Linked DNA regions of Mus musculus: region 1 is linked to region 2. The links are chromatin contacts, called in public promoter capture Hi-C maps. All regions are on one chromosome and are shown on one strand. Each heading gives the region's core, a stretch centred on a gene start, on an enhancer-like site or on the middle of the called end of the contact. The rest is flanking DNA. Distances are from core to core; before and after follow the strand shown. Region 1 overlaps Stimate (STIM activating enhancer). Region 2 overlaps Tkt (transketolase).

Evidence for each region. Capture Hi-C pulls out chosen DNA fragments and counts their contacts.
Region 1: a contact with region 2 is called in a promoter capture Hi-C map of liver. The contact joins two enhancer-like sites. A contact is called at or near these places in 11 of 39 promoter capture datasets (the 3T3-L1 cell line, 3T3-L1-derived adipocytes, the C10 cell line and 5 more), 1 of 15 datasets of contacts at CTCF or cohesin (large pre-B cells), 5 of 484 Hi-C or Micro-C datasets (B cells, the HPC-7 cell line, embryonic fibroblasts and 1 more), 2 of 115 datasets of contacts at active chromatin or transcription factors (embryonic stem cells and extraembryonic endoderm stem cells) and 3 of 9 other capture datasets (adipose tissue, liver and pancreatic islet).

The regions. Positions count from the first base shown.
Region 1 is chr14:30,867,098-30,871,852 of GRCm38.p6, reverse strand. Stimate (STIM activating enhancer) reads right to left here. Exons shown (of 8, transcript NM_028839.4): 5 at 990-1,102; 6 at 295-372. Among named protein-coding and RNA genes, the nearest start is that of Mustn1, 9.8 kb to the left of the region's middle. Within about 2 kb of position 1,437, at least 67 of the 459 cell types and tissues checked have an H3K27ac peak or open chromatin away from gene starts, as enhancers often do. A contact at or near this core is called in adipose tissue, embryonic stem cells and liver, where this site is marked.
Region 2 is chr14:30,562,466-30,567,775 of GRCm38.p6, reverse strand. It overlaps Tkt (transketolase), which reads right to left. Exons shown (of 14, transcript NM_009388.6): 5 at 2,097-2,288; 6 at 716-834. Among named protein-coding and RNA genes, the nearest start is that of Mir3076, 7.0 kb to the left of the region's middle. Within about 2 kb of position 3,140, at least 130 of the 459 cell types and tissues checked have an H3K27ac peak or open chromatin away from gene starts, as enhancers often do. A contact at or near this core is called in adipose tissue, embryonic stem cells and liver, where this site is marked.

The DNA of each region.
Region 1 (4,755 bases), core at 188-2,687, 310 kb before region 2:
GAAGTCACACACTTCACCCACAGGCTGGGATCTCTCAGCAAAGTGGCCTATCAGGGAAGGCAAGTCATAGTTCCTAGGATCCTCTGCCTGAAATAGGGGCCCTAGAATGGATACCTGATTTCTGAGGAAGGACTCCTACCAAGTTCAATACTGGTTAGGGGACGGACTAGCTACACAGATAGAAAGGATTGTCTGAGGCTGTAAAGGTGACTTTTGTGTCACACTCAGAGTGTTGAACAGGAAACCTTAGTGGCAGGGTACAAGCTAGGATAAGACACTCAACAAGGCACTGACATTGACAAAGAAGGGGACTATCAGCATGACGATGGCCAGCTTCAGGTCGGGGTTTTCAATTGGATTCAATAGGGCCACCTGCAGAGAGAAACAGACACAGTGAGGAGACCACAGGGGCAGCACACAGGAGACTCAGACACTTCCCAAGAGCCACTGGAACAGCCCCTCACACCCATGGCTGCACAGACCCTAGATCTGACTGTTGGTAAGGACGGGTCAGAGCTGCTCTGGGCCACTGGCTCTGGGGCAGCTTCCCCTGTGGACCCGAGGGCCATGGGCTTACCCAGGTATTAGCATGTAGGAGAGTAAAGACCTCAGAAACTGCTTGTGGCTTCAGCTGAACTAGCAGACACGAGTGTGAAGGACATTTACCAGTGAGACACATTCACAGTTACCAAGTCTGCAGACTGAGCAGACCAAGCAACACAGCAGAGGGGGCTGGATCTCCATTAGGCTTACACATCCCCAGGTTTCATCTAGAGAAGATGTGTGTTTACACCAAGTGCACGAACACCAAGGACAAGAATGACAAACTAACGCTCTTATAATCAGCTGCTACGTCGGACCAGACCCAGGACTCACGCATGGAGCTAAAACAGAAACCAGCAGGCCGGGCGGATGCCAGGGCTGGGGATGACGGGGCTGTCGTTTAACTCGGCTTAGCACAGAGCGCAGGAGCAGGGATGGAGGCAAACCTTTTTCCACTGGAGTATGAGGAGGACGATGAAGACCACGGACTTTTCAAAGATCATGATCACGATGTAGAGGGCGCACTGTCCTACCCAGGCCCCGCACTGCAGAGGGTCTCCTGCAGGGACAGGCAGGTGCTTAGCCACACACACCAGGATCTGAGTAGTACAACACCACCACCCAAGCCCTTTGCAGCTCATTACGAGCCCTCATGCCCCTAGCTGGATCCCAGAACCCTGGCTCTAAGGTACTTTATGAGTCTCTAAAGCTCTACAAATCACCTCATTTCTAAAAGAGGCAGCCCTCTGAATAAAGCCAGAATTCCTAATTTGGACATACCAGAATGTTTTTCTTAGGAAAAAAAAAATTCTAGGATAGAGTTAAGGGGAACTAAACTTAGCGCTCACTGCTGGCTCTGTCCACTGGCAGCAGCAGCTGGGTTAAGCAAGAGTGCTATTTTATCTGCAGTTGATTTTTCCAGCGACTGCTGCTAACCCCCTTTTCTCCGACGCTGTGCCTATAACTGCAGTAATCAACTTCTTTGTCCATTTCCTCCTTCCGGCCGCCCCATCCCCCAATCTCCCTGCGGTTCTTAGCCCTGGGTACATCAGACTGATCCAGAGAGCCTCAGAGTCCACAAACTCACGCAAAAGAACCACAAGTTAATGGTTCCCAGGGCTTTTTCATAGAATTAACCAAACACAAATTTGGGAGCAACCTAATTCATTTTGGGGGGCCATGTAACACCTTGGCTAGGAGAAAGAGATCGAAGCCTTTAAGACAGGATGTGGCAGATACGGCCTGAGGCCAGCGGCTACAGCACAGGCTGTCAGTGGGTATGGTTAAGAAGTGCTCAGGAGGGCTCCAACAGTCCAAAATGGGGACCACCTGGACCCTGCAGTGCCTCTAGGGTACGTCAGAAACAGACTCATTGAAGGGTGGGACCAGCCTCTCTAGAGAATGATCGAATGACACGCAGAATCTTAGGCCAGGCCTCCACAGAGTGGGAGAGGGTGGCAGGGCCTTGTCCTGAAAGCTCAGCCAGGGTGACCTGCACTCCACGGACCAGAACAGCAACAAAGTGACATTTCAGGAAGGCCGTGAGAAGAGGACCTGGTCCGGAGAGACATCTCCAGGCACCCATGCTGTAGGCGGCATCCCTGTCTGGGGCCGCAGGCCGAACACAGTGGAGGCAGGTGAATGCCTTTCCACAGCTGTAATGGACCACCAGCAGAACACGCCCCTTCCTCTTCTGGACAATGGCAGGAGAAGGGCGGCAAGCATGCAGCAGCACACTGAGTGCCTAACCTAAGGCCTGACCCTTTGCTCCACCTCCAGGGCAGGGCATGTAAGCCTCAGCGGAGCACCTGGAAGTCACTCTTCCTGGCAAGGCCTAGCAGGAGTTTCCCAATGCTTTTGGTAAACCACCTGATCTTACTGAGAACAGGAGAGGAAACTGCTTGCTCAACTCCCAGGCAAGAACAGTGATCCCCATCTAGGAAGTACCACTGGGAAGTGTCTGAGAAGGACTGGGGTATCTGGGAAAGAGCAGACAAAGGACACCATTTGTTCACTGTTGTGAGGACATTCACTTGCTCAGTGTGCACTCACTCCATTGCCTAGAACGGAGGCTGTGAGTAACGGAGAAGACAGACATCAGTTTCCTCTTCTTTCTCAGTTTGTACAGTGCAGCTTCCACGGCCTGTTGTTGTTTTATACTAAAATAAAAATGTTGAAAACCACCCACGAGAGATAAAAGTGCCCGTGTCTAGCTGATATACCCTCGCTTTCGGTGTACCAGGCCACAGGTCACTGGAGGCGGACTGAGTGGACATGTGACAGTTTGTTTGATTATTTCTGTTCCCTTGACAGTCTTTCAAATGCTCCCTGAAGTTCTGTCTAGAGGACAAATACGGTCAGTAAGCATGCCAGTGTGCCCTGTTTTCTACTGTATGTAGTGGGCAACCTCAGGGACATGGTTTGTTCCGGTAAATTATTCTCGCAGGCTGTTATGGGAATAGGGGCCAAAAGGAAGGAACACGTGTGTGCTGAGAAGCCTCTGGAAGGGAGCACGTGGATGAGCCGGCAGGAAAGCCTATGATATACTGTGCCACTGAACACTATCCTGTCTTCAGGGCAAGAGAAACTTGGTCATCAGACTACAGATCTCACCTGTGACTCAAAAACCGTTCACCCCTCAAACCAAACAACAGTGCTTATGTTTCAAGTCCCATGACTTCTCCTAGGAACCCAACATGCTATCTTGAGAGCAACCCCTTCTTCTTTATTTCCCTGAGAGCTGTGAGGCCTACATGGAGTTCCTAGTGTAGAAGGCAGAATAATGGTCCTGCAAAGATGTCCACATCCCAATCTCTGGAACCCATGCTATGTACTGTGACCCAGGCAAGGGGAATTCTGGCTGTTAATGGAATTAGGGTTTCTATTCAGACTTTAAATGGAGCATCTGGAGTGTCCAGACGCACTCAGGGTAAGCACAGGGCCACTTCAAGGTGGAAGGTCAGAATGTTATACCTTGAGAACTTGGCTGCTGGCTTTGAAGGCAGAGGGAGAGAATCATAAGCCAGGGACCCAGACAGAACTAGAGGCTGGACAAGGCAACCGAACAACATCTGCATCACTTCTAGAATGACGCAGCCCTAATGCTGCCTTCGTGTTTACCCAATAGAACTGCGTTGGACTTTTGAAGGGACCACAGATAAATCCATTTGGGTTGTCTTAAGTCACTAAGCTTGTGTTGATTTCTTACAGCAGTGCAGAACAACAACCAACAACTACGATGCCGCAGGCAGCAGGGAGACAGTCCAGGGAATGAGGACTTGGGGTGGCCCTTGACAAAGGGATGTTTTCTCTGGAGACACTTGAGGACTCTGGTTCCCAACACCAGTGACTAGTTTAAGGGGTTGGGCCAAGAGGACAGGGCTCACACAAAGCTACTGCCTTTTTCCCTTCTTTCCATCCTTGGGGAGGAGGCAGATAAAACTTGCTTGAGAACTGGTGGTGTAGGGGACCAGACCGGACCCCTGTTCTCAGTCAACCGATACAGTGTCAGCTACTGTGTATCTGACAGCTCTGCCTTCCACACAGGGATCTCTATAGCTGAGGTGCAGGTAAGCAGTGCTGGTGGAGGTCCTGGAAGTTTTTAGGACCCCTGATGCAGAGGACACAGAGCTCACAAACATGTCCTGACCAGGTACGTCACTTAACTCCTAGTTGCCTGTTTTATAAATGAGAATGATGTCAGACTGGTCCACATGTGCTGTGGCCATTTCTGTCCCGCAAGCTGAGAACTCTATGGGTTTGGACATCTTAGAAGCCTCCTTCCCTTGAGTCCTGAGGCACATGCTATGTTGGGCCCTATCTTAAGTCACTGACTCACTGGCATCAAGTAACAGGCTAAGAAAAGCCCTCCCCTGAACTCATACTCCCTCACTGAAGACAAACAATTACTTAAGATTTCTAGAAATACCCAAGGCACTCCCCAGCCAGCTCCAGCAATCATGTGCCCTTTTAAACTGTCATTCTCTCAGAGGTCTTCAACCACCTAGAAGACAGTAGGTCTCTGGGCCCAGAGCCATGGCATGGAAGGAGTGTGGATCCAGATTGTACACACTTGTCCTGGCGCCCTCTTGTGGTGAGCTCCTAACACTGCTCCTTACGAGTAGCTCCTCACCAGGATCTCCTCACTAGGCAAACGTTCTAGCAGAGTAATCGGGTGACAGGACAATCGCAGGATGGTAGTGGAAAGAGGGA
Region 2 (5,310 bases), core at 1,891-4,390:
CCAAACCTGCACGGGTTGCAGGGACTAACTCAAAACTGTCAGGCTTAGAAGCAGACACCCTGACCCACCACATCATTGTACCAGCTCGTTTTTCCTTTATGAGACACAGTCTCACATAGCCCAGGTTAGCCTAAAACTCTCTTCTGTTCCACCACCAAAGTATTGGGACACAGACAAAAATATACCACATATTCCTGGTCCTATCTTCTGTCTTTTTTTTTTTTTAAATAACTATTTGAACTAGGTGAGAGTTCTCACTGTCTCTGATCATGTATACTCTGATTTTTCCATCTTTAAAGTAGGCAAGGGTTAAATGAGGAGGCCTTGGGATCCGGCATTCACCCCTGGTGTTGCATAGGGACTATGCCTGCTTCACCCCCAAGCAGGAAACCCTCATCTAGGGACTGTCGAAGGCCTCTGCCACACGCTACTCCATTGCACTGCCTCCTTGGTGAGAATTCAGGTCTTTCCAGGAGCTCCTGGGCTGTACAGTGCTATGCTATACTGCAGCCCAGGGCAGATGGCCAGAGCAGGCAGGGACAGTCCATTAAGTGACACCCTACACTAAGGTAGGGTACAGGGGTTTTTCCTTCAGGAAACTTCTGTCCGTCCATTTGGCTCAGTTGAGACCTGTCACTTTAAGGAGCAGCCAAGAGCAGGCATTTTTCCAGCTCAAGGGTGGTGGCTGTGGGGCTGGGGAAGCTCACATACAGACCTGTGATCCCTCGGCCCTTGAAGGTCTTGGCAATGATGGCTGTTGGTTGGTGCTTGGCCTGACCAAAGGCCTTGCACAGCTCCTCCACGCTGTGTCCGTCCACGATGATGGTGTGCCAGCTGGGGACAGAGGCAGCACAGGGTAAGGGGCAGCCAGGTGCCAGAGAACCCTGGAAAGCCCCCAGGAAAGATGTGGCCCGGCATCTGGGAGCTCCATACCATACCACATGCATACCATTTCACTGCCAAACTCCAGCTGCTAAGTCTAAGTCACTACTGTTTCCAATCTACACTCTGCTTCCTTTGCTGAGTTTTAATTTCCCTCTTTCCAAACAACCCAAAGCTTAGCTTATGCGCTGCCTTTTTTCTCCTGATCCACTCATTTCCTCCTAAGCCATATTGCAGGCAATGCACTGAGTTTGGAAGCCACTTGTTATTAGATTCACAAAACGCTTGGCTCAGTGTTTATTTGGAGGACACACCTGACCTCCGCAGATGCTGCCAACTCTTCTACACTCAATCACGTTATCCACCACATGTCAAGGAACTGGGACAACTCTGTGCACCTAGCTGGGGAGCGAAGCCAAGGACTTGGACATGCTAGGAAAGAACTTTACCATTGAGCTAGGCCCTCGCCATCACCTTTGGGCATATTAATGAAGATTGTATGTATGTAGCTCAGTGGTAGTAGCACTTGCCAAACACATGAGGCCCCAGTCCCATCCTCAGAAACACACACAGAAACTATAATTTGTCCAAGGTCATGGGTCAAGTTTACATAGGCCCTAGAGGATTATACTCAAGTTTCCAGCCACATATGATCTTGAAAAGACCCTGCAGGCTTGTTGTAGTCATTTCCTTATCTACACAACCGAAAGAATATTCCTAACCCCCACCTCTTCCCTTCGTAAGGTCAAGATACCTTGATGGCTGTACCCCCCAACAGTCACAACAAGATTCATTACAAAGGGCAGCCATGATGCTCACCCAAGTCCTCAAACCCTGTCCTTTAAATCCCCCTCAGGCAGTGTGGCCCCTCAGAGCCACCAGCTCCATCCAGAGTATCTCGTCTTTGGGGCTGAGGAGCCATGCTGAGGTGAGGAGCCTTCAGGCTGGCGCATGCTTCCCTGCTTTGCAGCACTTGGTTTGGAATTCACTGCAATGAAATCTCAGGTAGGAAAGCCCTGACATCAGGTCTCTAGGGGAGGAAGCCTGTCCCTAACCCCCAGGCTGGCTTGGGTCCCCAAACACATGGGTTTCCTGTCCCATCCTCACGGTCAACTTACGGAGCCTGTATACAACTGTGTCTAGGTGGTAGGCTGTACAACCATGTAAAAGAGCCCTTGCTTTAAAGGAGCCCCTCTCAGGCCATCCGTACGTACCCAAAGGCCTCACAGCGCTTCTGGTAGATGTCCACCTGGTGCTGCAGCGGGGCTGGGTCGCTCTGGCCCAGGCGGTTGATGTCAAAAATGGCAACGAGGTTGTCCAGCTTGTAAATTCCAGCAAAGGCCATGGCCTCCCAGACGGAGCCCTCGGAGACCTCCCCGTCTCCCAGCATGCAATAGACTCGGTAGCTGTGAACAAAAGGCAGGTTGTAGGGCTGGTCCCTCTCCCCTGGGAGTGTGAAGCTCTCAATACCACCCTTCCCAGAAAACCTATCAGGCAGCCTATGGAGAGCGGGCAACAGGGATCTGGAAGGGTCATCAGTATCACTAGGATCCTAATGGCTGGCCCACAAGAGATGACGGGGACAAGAGGAAACTAAGGAGACATGGTCGGAAGGACTTGAGAGGCAAGTCCTCTAGCAGGAGGGGAACTTGGGAGCCAGGCTCAGTCCACCTAGGGGAAGAACAGGCACAATTGCTTGGCATAGGAACTAGGTGTCTCAGAGGCAGGCTCCTTTGAAGCCCAGGACTTTGTCCTAGGCCTTTCTCCCGTGGGGCTTCCTCTCAATACAGGCAAGTGTGGTCTTCTCAAAGCATAGCGGCGAGGTACGAGCATGAAATCAGGACACGGCACTCAGAGAACACAAGTTTTGTCATGGAAGGGTGGGGCTAGAGCCAGGGGACTGGTTCTGAGAGTCCCAGAAGAGGTGAGGGTCTGGAGGTGAGGTAGCAGCGCCATAGCTGGTGCAGGGCCCTGAACTCAGTGACATTCTTGAGATGAATTCTCCAAATCCAGAGACCAAGAAAACATTCCACAGTCAAAGGACTTGTCTGAAGGTTACTGCATCCTGGACTGGCATCTCCTTGCTATATTAAAATACATGCAGGAGGGGTGATAGGATGGGGGTGGGGTACCCCTACATCTTGCCTGGTGTCCAACCATGTGGCTCCGGCTGGCCAGGCTCACAGAGGACATAGATACTCCCTAGCTGTTCCTGAGAAAGGCCCTCAAAGTGACTGCAGGCCCAGGGCCAGGCAGTCAGAGCTGTCAGCATGACTCAGCACTTCCGCAGCCAGAACTCCCTTCATGCTTCCTGCTTGGGGCTTCTCTTGTAAGGTGTTTGTTAGATGGGATCACTGGTTACCCTGGCTAGGAGGGACTATAACTTGGTTTTCCCAAGTTGCCTTTTCTCTCCCTGCAGGTTACCAGGGGCCCCAAAACCCCAAGGGAGCTCTGGCCTGACACAGCAGCTCCCCATGATAGAAGCCAAAGAGGCAGCCATGTAGGGATCCTGACCTCCACAAAGAGCTTCTTGGGGGGGGGGGGATATATGAATGGTTGTGTCACATGCTCAACACATATCCGGAAAGTCAGACAGGCACCAAGCGGGGTTACAGCATAGTCTTGTATGTCAAGATTAGGGACAAGGCTGGCCCCAGAGGGTCAGAAGACTAACGTGAGGGGGGGACCCTAAGGTCCTGAGATGCTAGTCTGAATAGATGTGGGGGTCTAGAGAAACCCTAGCTGGAGATGCCTGTCCTGTCCATTTGAATACAGGTATCAGTATCGCTCTCTAGAGATACCCAGCCAATGACAGAATTCTTAATACTAGACTTGCTCAGGGTTCAAAAAATTCAAAGATGTTGGGGCTTGGGGAACAAGTCAGTAGAAGAGTTGCTAGCTTACTATAATCAAGGCCTTAGCTTCCCTGCGCCCCCTCCCCCAAAAAATCAAAGATATAAGATGTGCTTAAAAACTTAGGCCAGTCCAAAACCAACAACAGTTTCAGGTTGAGGTGCCTGCCTAATGTGTGTGATTCCTTTTTTTGTTGTGAAGACAGAGTCTCACTATGTAGCCTTGACTCTGCTCTGCAGCCTGAATGGAGGGATTAAAGGCAGCAGGCAGGCTTAATGTTAATTGTGATAAATTCCATCTACTCTACTCTTTAGATAGCAGAAATAAAAGCTCTACTAGATTAGAGGAGAAACTAAAAAATAAATAAGGGTCAGGAGCTGCAAAGATGAATTCATGAGCTCGGATAAAGATAAAGCCAGTGTTCACACAGTAGAGCTATCTGGAAACCACTTCGCATAGAAGGCACGGCTAAACGAAATATAGTATGTCTACAGGACATTATACAGCCACTAAAACAGCCCTGGCTCACTGGGCATGGTGGCGCACGCCTGTAATCCCAGCACTCGGGAGGCAGAGGCAGCCAGATTTCTGAGTTCGAGGGCAGCCTGGTCTACAAAGTGAATTCCAGGACAGCCAGGGCTATACAGAGAAACCCTGTCTCGAAAAACCAAAGGAAAACAAAAAACAAAAAACAAAAAACTTCCTTTGCTCATTAAACACTGAGAAAATGCCCATGAAAGACTGTTTAGATGTTTTAGGGCTCAGCAGGTAATGGCACCTGATGCCTTATTATTCTCCAGTAAACCTCTGGCTTCCACACCTCGCCATGGATGCTATGCGCAAATGGGGCCGGGGAGGGGAGGGAGACTGTGTTAAAAAGCAAGATGTGAGAGCCGGGCGTGGTGGCGCACGCCTTTAATCCCAGCACTCGGGAGGCAGAGGCAGGTGGATCTCTGAGTTCGAGGCCAGCCTGGTCTACAAAGTGAGTTCCAGGACAGCCAGGGCTATACAGAGAAACCCTGTCTCGAAAAATCAAAAAAAATAAAAAAAAATGGGCTGGTGAGATGGCTCAGTGGGTTAGAGCACCCGACTGCTCTTCCGAAGGTCCAGAGTTCAAATCCCAGCAACCACATGGTGGCTCACAACCATCCATAACGAGATCTGACTCCCTCTTCTGGTGTATCTGAAGACAGCTACAGTGTACTTACATATAATAAATAAATAAATCTTTAAAAAAAAAAAAAAAAAAAAAAAAAAGCAAGATGTGAACTTATATTAGGATTACAAATTTGTAAGCCTTTTTATGAAGACTTTGAGGGCAAGAAATATATTATTAGATTTAAATTAGGGCAAGGGGTTAAGAAAAGAAACTGAAGCAGGATGATCAGAAATTCAAGGTTAGCCACAGCAACTTAGCAAAATATAGATAAATAATAAAATGAAGAGCTAAGGTATATGCATGCTCTCTCTCTCTCTCTCTCTCTCTCTCCCTCTCTCTCTCTCTCTCTCTCTCTCATGACTGCTCAGTGCTGAACTGGCAATATCAACATGTCATTCCATGAGGGGCTGTTGTCT